2 separate regions of the Sus scrofa genome follow, and region 1 is linked to region 2. A link is a contact called in public HiChIP or PLAC-seq data. All regions are on one chromosome and are shown on one strand. The core of a region is the stretch at or near the end of the contact, and the rest is flanking DNA. Distances in the headings are between cores, read along the strand shown.

Region 1 (3,959 bases), core at 1,258-3,757, 560 kb before region 2:
TTTCATGTTCGAAGAGTCAGAGTAATGATATGAAAGACATCTGAGAGTGAAAAGCATTTTACACTCATTTCAGTTAAGAATGTCAATAAAGTTCCTGTTGTGGCTCAGCAATTAATGAACCTGACTAGCATCCAGGAGGACTCAGGTTCAATCCCTGGCCTCCCTGAGCTCAGTGGGTTAAGGATCTGGCGCTGCCATGAGCTGTGGTGTAGATTGCAGAAATGGCTTGGATCCCATGTTGCCATGGCTGTGGTGTAGGCTGGCGGCTACAGCTCTGATTGGACCCCTAGACCGGGAACCTCCATATGCCTCGGGTGTGGCCCTAAAAAAAAAAATTAAAAAAAAATAAAAGGAATGTCCATAAAATATTTTACTCCAAGATATACAGACTGTTCAACCTCCCAGGAGCAGACACTTTAGCCATTGACCCCACCCAGCTAGAAAGCTTAAATACTTTATCTCATCTATACCTCAAAACAACTCCACAAAGTAGATCTTACAGCCACTTTGCAAACAAGGAAACTAAGGCTTAGGTGGGGAAGTAACTCACTAAAGATCACATAATTAAGGAAATGCTAGCACCATACTTGACTAAATCATTAACTACTGCATAAAATTTCATTGTTCTTTCCCAATTTTCAGTCAGCTCCATAAATTAATCTAAATTCTCTTATTTTAGATATTTCTGTAATCAGCTTAGTAAAGAATTGGAAGCTAGGTTTTCATTTAATAGTTTAAAAGTCAGAGATGACATTTAAAAAAAAAAAAAAAGTTAAGGAAGTAGAAGTAGCAAGACAAAGAGGGTTTAATTCCCTTCAATTTTTCCAGATTATTCCTAAACTCCTCAACTATTTTTTTTTCCCTCTTTCTTTTTGCCATCTCCTATATTTCCTGTACTCACTTCTGCCATGAAACTTTTGGTAGTTGAGATATTTCCTGTTGGGTGGCCAGATAGCTCCTCTGAACCCATCCAAAGGCTACTGAGCCTTGGAGATTCAGTATAAATCCTGCCTTCTCTGAAGCTGACCTTGTCTACTCCAGACTCCAAAGGCATACACCATAATATTTAGCAAAAAACTGGTCTGAAGATACAGAGAGGGAAAAGTAATAATCCCTGAGATTAAGGAGTTTGTGGTTGGAGGGGGGAGAGGAATCAGACCCACATCAGATTAAAAAAAAGTGTTTTAACTCTGAATTCAGGGGATGACAAGGGACTATTGGAACACAGAGAGGATACCTGCCTCAGTCTTAAAGAAATTAGATAAAGCTTCTTAAGGGAGGTCATGGATGGTTGAACCAAAGGTCAGCGGGGAATTAGCTAGGGAAAACCCATTGGGAAAGAGTATTAAAGAAAGAGTTATGTGCAAATGCTCAGAAAAGAAAGAACATACCTATCCTGGAAGCTGCAAGCGTGGTTCTAGCTAAAGCACAGTGAGTTGAATGAGATCCAGTGAAAACAGAGGTAAGAGAAGTAAACAAGACTCGATCTATACAGGTTTAAAGTACATTCTCCTCCTCCTCGAAATGCATTATTTGGTTGCCTAAGCTAGTAACAGGAATTAGAGTTGCTTATTTAACTGCCTACTATTTAACTTATTAAATCAAAGCACAATCATTATTAGGGATATCAGTAAATATCTGTAATTAGATGTGTTAGGTTTTCCTGTTATACAGCCTGGTTATTTCCAGAATTTAAGAATTAAAGGGGGACTGATAATTCCCAGTTTTGGAATGAGCCATTTAGAGAAATAGCACCTTCTTAATATTATAATACAACCCCCAGGGGAAGGATTATATTAGACAGCGAAGGTAATAGAAAATAGTAAAATAATGTAAAATAGTAAATACTGCAATAATTTGAATATCGTAAAAATAATTTTTACAAATTAGATTGGGAATATTTAATTCAGTCTTCACAGATGTTATTTACTGGAAACTGGGGAGGAAATGGTGGTTTATTTTTACAAAGTGGCGAGCAACTCTATATACTGCAGAAATTTATCGTTGAGATCAAAATTGTCAACGGGAACAACTTCTTAGAGAACAATCCATAGTATTGCTTTGCCTTGATTCATGTGTCTATGAATAATTTGCTTCCAAAAGGTAAAATCTTAGATTGCTTGGTTAAGGATAGGGAAGGATGATGTTCCTTCTACCATTGAGTTTTAAGAGTTGAACTATGTTTAACCTCCCGCAGGAACCAACAGTGAGAAGTTCAGAGCAGTTCATTGATTCTAAGAACGCGCTGCCCCGTGAGAACACTGATCTGTCTTAGACAACCTGTTAAGGCTCTTTGAACAACCCATCTACTTTACTTTGGCTTTTGTCATATCAAACCTACGTGGAAAAAAGACATTTAGCAGCGGTGATAATAACGCAAAGCCCTGCAATCAACAAGCCGCCTCTGCGCTTAGGAACCGCAGCCCCAGCAGATAAGCGAAGAGACTAAGTATGAGCTCCCGGGCACCCGTACCTCGGATTCTCAGGAGCGCGAAGGGAATAAGTGTGAGCTCCGAGGCACCCGTACCTCGGACTCTCAGGGGCAAACGACGGAAGTGGTCGCCTGGCGCCGCTCCCTCTCCCGAAATCCAAACTTTTTTGGCTCCACCACTGTTGTCTGCAAACCGCTGGAGGTCCGAGAGCATGGAGGTAGCGCGCTCGCCCCCTACAGCAGGGAAGTTTGTGGTGGTCGGCGGTGGCATCGCGGGCGTTACCTGTGCGGAGCAGGTAAAGCAGGCGCGCAGGCTTCTCCCTTCTCCTCGACCCCGGCGGCGGTGGCGCTCGGGGTTCCCTCCTGCCGCCTTTCCTAGTCCTTTTTCCAGGTAGCTTTCTAGCCGCTTTGTTTTTCTCCCTTCACTCATTCCGGCTCCCAAGTATTGTAGAGTGTGTCGTGGCCGTCAGGTGACATCCTTAGTACCTCTCAAGCTTCGCTTCAGGCGCTGAAAGGAGAGGTGGCGAGCAAGTTATTAGCGGGGAAACTAAAGCAGAGTGAACCCGCTTCTGGTCCTAGTAATAGCGGAGCAGACCGGGGGTTGGGGGGGCTAGGGGGTGGGAGGGGTTATAACTAGGAAGTACTTGGTCGGAAAATTCAGCCCCTTTTCTTAAATTAGCTGATTGAATTCCGCTTCCGCCTAAATTCCAGGTCCGTAGTGCATCATAACTAAGAGATAACTAAGTGATAATCTCTTACGTAAGTTTCCTGTACTTGGCACTCCCAAGATACTATAGATATGTCATCTATAGTAATGTTTTGTAAAACAGCCAGCAAGGGATTAAATACAGCGAGGGAATAAGTTTCTGATTTACAGTGACTAGTCAGACTACATATATACATGTATTCTAATAAAGAATGGGTTATTTCGCTGGTAAAAAGTAAACATAAGTAGTCACTGATGTCATAAGAATTTGAAGTATTTTTCCTCAACTCTTAATCTTGGGATGTGTATTTTTCATTTATTCACCAAGTAAACACCTATAATCCAGTCACTGTACTAATGGCTGATCAGATAAATACAGAGAATGGTACCTCCTTTTTAGAGACCCACAGGGTAGTGGAAGAGACATGTAAATTATTTCCTCAGTGTGTTTGGTATCTTAGGGGTGCCTTTAGAGTTGGTAAGTAGTAAATTAGGGGAGAAGTATCCTTTCTCACAGTAGATGTCCTTTTGTCTTACAGGCATAGCTCATTTTATTGCACTTTGATTTATTATACTTCACGTTGCATTGTTTACAAGTTGGAGGTTTGTGGCAACCCTGTCCAGCAAGCCTTTTAGGTGCCATTTTTCTGACAGCATTTGCTCACTTTGTGACTCCGTCATATTTTGGAAATTCCTACCAGTATTTCAGACTTATAAATCATTCTGTTTGTTATGGTGATCTGTGATGAGTAATCTTTGATGTTACTATTGCAAAAAGATTGCAACTCACTGCAGACTCAGATGATGATTAGCATATTTTAG
Region 2 (3,718 bases), core at 761-3,260:
TCACCCATAACATATGGAAGTTCCCAGGCTAGGGGTCAAACCTTGGCTGCAGCTGTCAGCCAACACCACAGCCACAGCAACGTGGGATCTGAGTCACATCTGCGACCTACACCATAGCTCATGGCAATGCCAGATCCTTAACCCACTGAGCAAAGCCAGGGATCGAACCCACATCCTCATGGATACTAGTTGGGTTCGTAACTCACTGAGCCACAATGGGAACTCCGAGAAAAGAGGTCTTGGTGTGTAAGAAGCAGCGGATGTCCTCCTCACACAGTTATCACATAATCAGTGTTGGTGCTTTTCAAGCTTACAGATTGAAAAGGTCCTATTCAAAGAGCTAGTGTCGGGGCAGGGGAAGGAGGCAAAATGCAAAATGACCCCTTGGCCTCTAGTGCTGGGATGGTTTTTGGGGCCTGGACCCCTTCTTCAGGTGCTGCCTTGATGCCTGTTTACAGTCATCCTTCCCCATATTCAGCATCTTTTCCCAGAACCGGTTCCAGGAAGGGCTGGGCCATCACTACTTCGCAGGCAAGAAGATGAGATATAAAGTTTCCAGTGTCTGTCTAGGATCCAAAACACTAAAAGCTTATTTTATTTCCTTCATAAAGGGCCAAGACCTGTGAAGCACAAAAGCCTTCTGCCATTCCTTAAGAAGGAAAGGCAATAGGCTACCTTTCCTGCTTCTGGATGTATTAGCTTCCACCCAGGACAGACAAGGAGACTCTCTGCTTCCAAAACAGGCTTGCAAAAGTAGTGAAAGATAAAATGCATATTAAGTAGGAGATGCCTTCCTAAAAGAACTATTACAAAAGAGGTGTGTGTGTGTGTGTGTGTGTGTGTGTGTGTGCGTGTGCGCACGCGCCCATGCACACCTTTGAAATTTTCAGCGGGATCAAGAGCTTGAAATGATGTCATAGGACTCCTTCTCTCTTCTCCCTTCATCTCTTGTCCCTAATTTCTTTTGTGTGAACATCAGTCTCCCAGCCAATTTCAGAACAAAACCCCCACCACCAGCCTTTCCTCATCCTGCCCTGAGTTTTCAGGTTTACAGGGTTCTGAGCACCCAAAAATTCAGCAAGAAAAAAAAATCTTTCCTTCCCAGATTGTGGGCTCTGCTTGGTCATAGGCCTGTCCCTCGACCACAACTGTGTCCAGGAAGATGAGACTGACCAACTTGGGTCCCACACCCACTACTACAACGCTGAGGATTTGAAACACCCACCAGGTCAAAGAGGTAAAAATTCCTGAAAGGAAAATATTTCTGGGAGTCCAAAAACAAAAACAAACAACAATAGTTGTCTACTACATTAGAAGGGAATAGTTAAGGTCAGCTTCCTAGTTTTTTCCACTTAGATGGGGAGATACTGTTGATAGAAAATGTCGATGGAAATGTTCACAGAAATGTTAACTAGACCTATTGCAGTGATCATTTTGCAATACATACAAATATCAAATCATTGCATTGTACACCTGCAACTAATATGTTATATGCCAATTATGCCTCAATTTAAAAAAAAAGACAGAAAATGCAGAGGTAGAAGCAGTTTGAGGACACATGGAGAGTTGTTTTTAAAATATTGAATTTAAGGTGACTGGAGGACAATGAGGTAATCTCTTGCAAACAACGAGTCAGGGGCACTGCAGAAAGAGGTACACTTCAAATATAAATTTTAAAGTATAAATTGATTTGTGTTAGGGTTCATCAGGCCCTGCAGGGGGAAACTTACTACAATTCCTAAATGGGGACGCTCTTTAGCAAAAGATCGGTCATCTAGATGCACTATTTTAGAAATCTCCATACAATATCAAGCCCCCCAGAAGATGCAGTGCCTCCCGGTTGTGACTGCCTGTCACTGCCTGACTTGGGTTTGCGGTCGCCCTGGTGGACCCCAGGCAGAGCCTAAAGTGTCTCCAGGACCCCACGAACTACCCGCGGACTACAATCCCCAGCATGCCCCACAAGGGTGAAGGACGTGGCGGTGGGTGGGGCCGGGAACAACCACTCCCACCCCACCCCACCCCCGCGGGTGGCCGGGCGGGGAGATCGGGCGGCGCCGAGCTGAGGCGGCGAGACGAGCTCCCGGATGTGGAGAAGCTGGGGAGAAGGCGTGGGAGGAAGATGGACTCAGTGGAGAAGGGGGCCGCCACCTCTGTCTCCAACCCACGGGGGCGGCCCTCCCGGGGCCGGCCGCCGAAGCTGCAACGCAACTCCCGCGGCGGCCAGGGCCGAGGGGTAGAGAAGCCCCCGCACCTGGCGGCCCTGATCCTGGCCCGGGGCGGCAGCAAGGGCATCCCCCTGAAGAACATTAAGCACCTGGCGGGGGTCCCACTCATTGGCTGGGTCCTGCGTGCGGCCCTGGATTCGGGGGTCTTCCAGAGGTGCGCATGTGCGAAAGTGGGCGGTGCGGCCTGGGAGGGGGTCGCGAGGGGGAGCCGGGCCGCTGGCGGGGCAGTGGCTCGTGGGGCTGTGGCCCATGGAAGGGTTGTGCAAGATTCGGGGTGTCCGGGCCCAGGCTGACAGCCCAGGGAGGAAGGGCTCCAGCTTCTTCCTTGTTCCTTGGCCGCTAATAGCCGTGAACTTGAGACAGTTCCTGTCCCCGCCCTTGAGAATAACATCCGTAAATGAGGAGATTTCCCCTACTCAACCGTTTGCGCCGCCCGATTTGACCTCATTGGGTAAAGGAAAGGAGGCCACCCTTCTGAAACGTCTACGATAATTTGTGAACTCCTTTAAACAGAGGCCATTGGCTTTCCCCTGTTGCTCAGCTCCTGATACCCACTTGGTGCTGATCGATTGAGGAAGCATCAGGTTCATGAATGGAGTGGGGTGTTAAGGCTTTTCCAATTTCCAGCTTAGCTTGGCGATCCTTTCCTGACCTTTGGGAAAAAGCTATCTGCCTGTGAGTCAGCACTATCTAGAACGCTCCCTACATTTGTACCTATGTGAGAGACAGTGGGAAAGCGCACCCCTGGACTGTTGGATGAAATGCTTATAAATGGTTTCATTATACCTTTGGAGCCTCGTTTGCCCTAAGGACAGTTTTAATTGTGCATCATTTAGAGGAATGGCCATATGCCATATTGGTCAGGAGTTACAAGCTGATGTCATTCATAAAAGAAGAGAGAGAGAATTCTGTGCCAAGAATGAATTTACACATGGTAATTTCAGCCTAATTATGATTGAATTTGTTACAGTGGAAAGTAAATTATTTTCACCTTTTGATATTTGGGCTTGGGTTTTTTTAAAGAGATGGCTGGTTTTGGAGTATATTCATTACCCTTATTAACATATGGATAAATGGTTTTCATTTAACCGATTTTGTTTCCAAAGGAGATACCAAAAAAGTTTAAGTTTACTAATTTTCTTAATGTTTTAATCCAAAGATAGTACTGGGTGGTGCAAGGTAAACAGGAGCCAGAGCACAGAAGATAACCCTCATGTAACAGGAAATGTGCAAAGGAGAGATAGGGAAATACTTGGGGATTTGGTTCAGTTCAGTAAACACAGCCCTGTTTTCAGCCATACAACCCCGTCCATCCAAGAGAATACCAGGATGAATGTGACATGGTTCTTGTGAAGTTCTCCGACTTTTTTACCTCTTTACAGAGGATACACACTGAAGGGAAAAAAACGGGGGTGGGGGATGGACCTGGAGAAGGTGCATCCAGGCAACAGCAATGTGGTAAAATCCTGTATTTGTGAAGTGAACTAGAG

What was found. HiChIP or PLAC-seq counts read pairs in DNA pulled down with a chosen protein or histone mark.
Region 1: a contact with region 2 is called in an H3K27ac HiChIP or PLAC-seq map of alveolar macrophages. The contact joins the promoter of PYROXD1 here to the promoter of CMAS in region 2. A contact is called at or near these places in 3 of 47 Hi-C or Micro-C datasets (heart right ventricle, liver and skeletal muscle) and 1 of 2 datasets of contacts at active chromatin or transcription factors (alveolar macrophages).

The regions. Positions count from the first base shown.
Region 1 is chr5:52,019,392-52,023,350 of Sscrofa11.1, reverse strand. PYROXD1 (pyridine nucleotide-disulfide oxidoreductase domain-containing protein 1) reads left to right here and starts at 2,507. Exons shown (of 12, transcript XM_021092253.1): 1 at 2,507-2,727. The coding sequence starts at 2,644. It also overlaps a transcript of SLCO1A2 not described here.
Region 2 is chr5:51,456,823-51,460,540 of Sscrofa11.1, reverse strand. It overlaps CMAS (N-acylneuraminate cytidylyltransferase), which reads left to right and starts at 2,010. Exons shown (of 8, transcript XM_003126433.5): 1 at 2,010-2,382. The coding sequence starts at 2,123.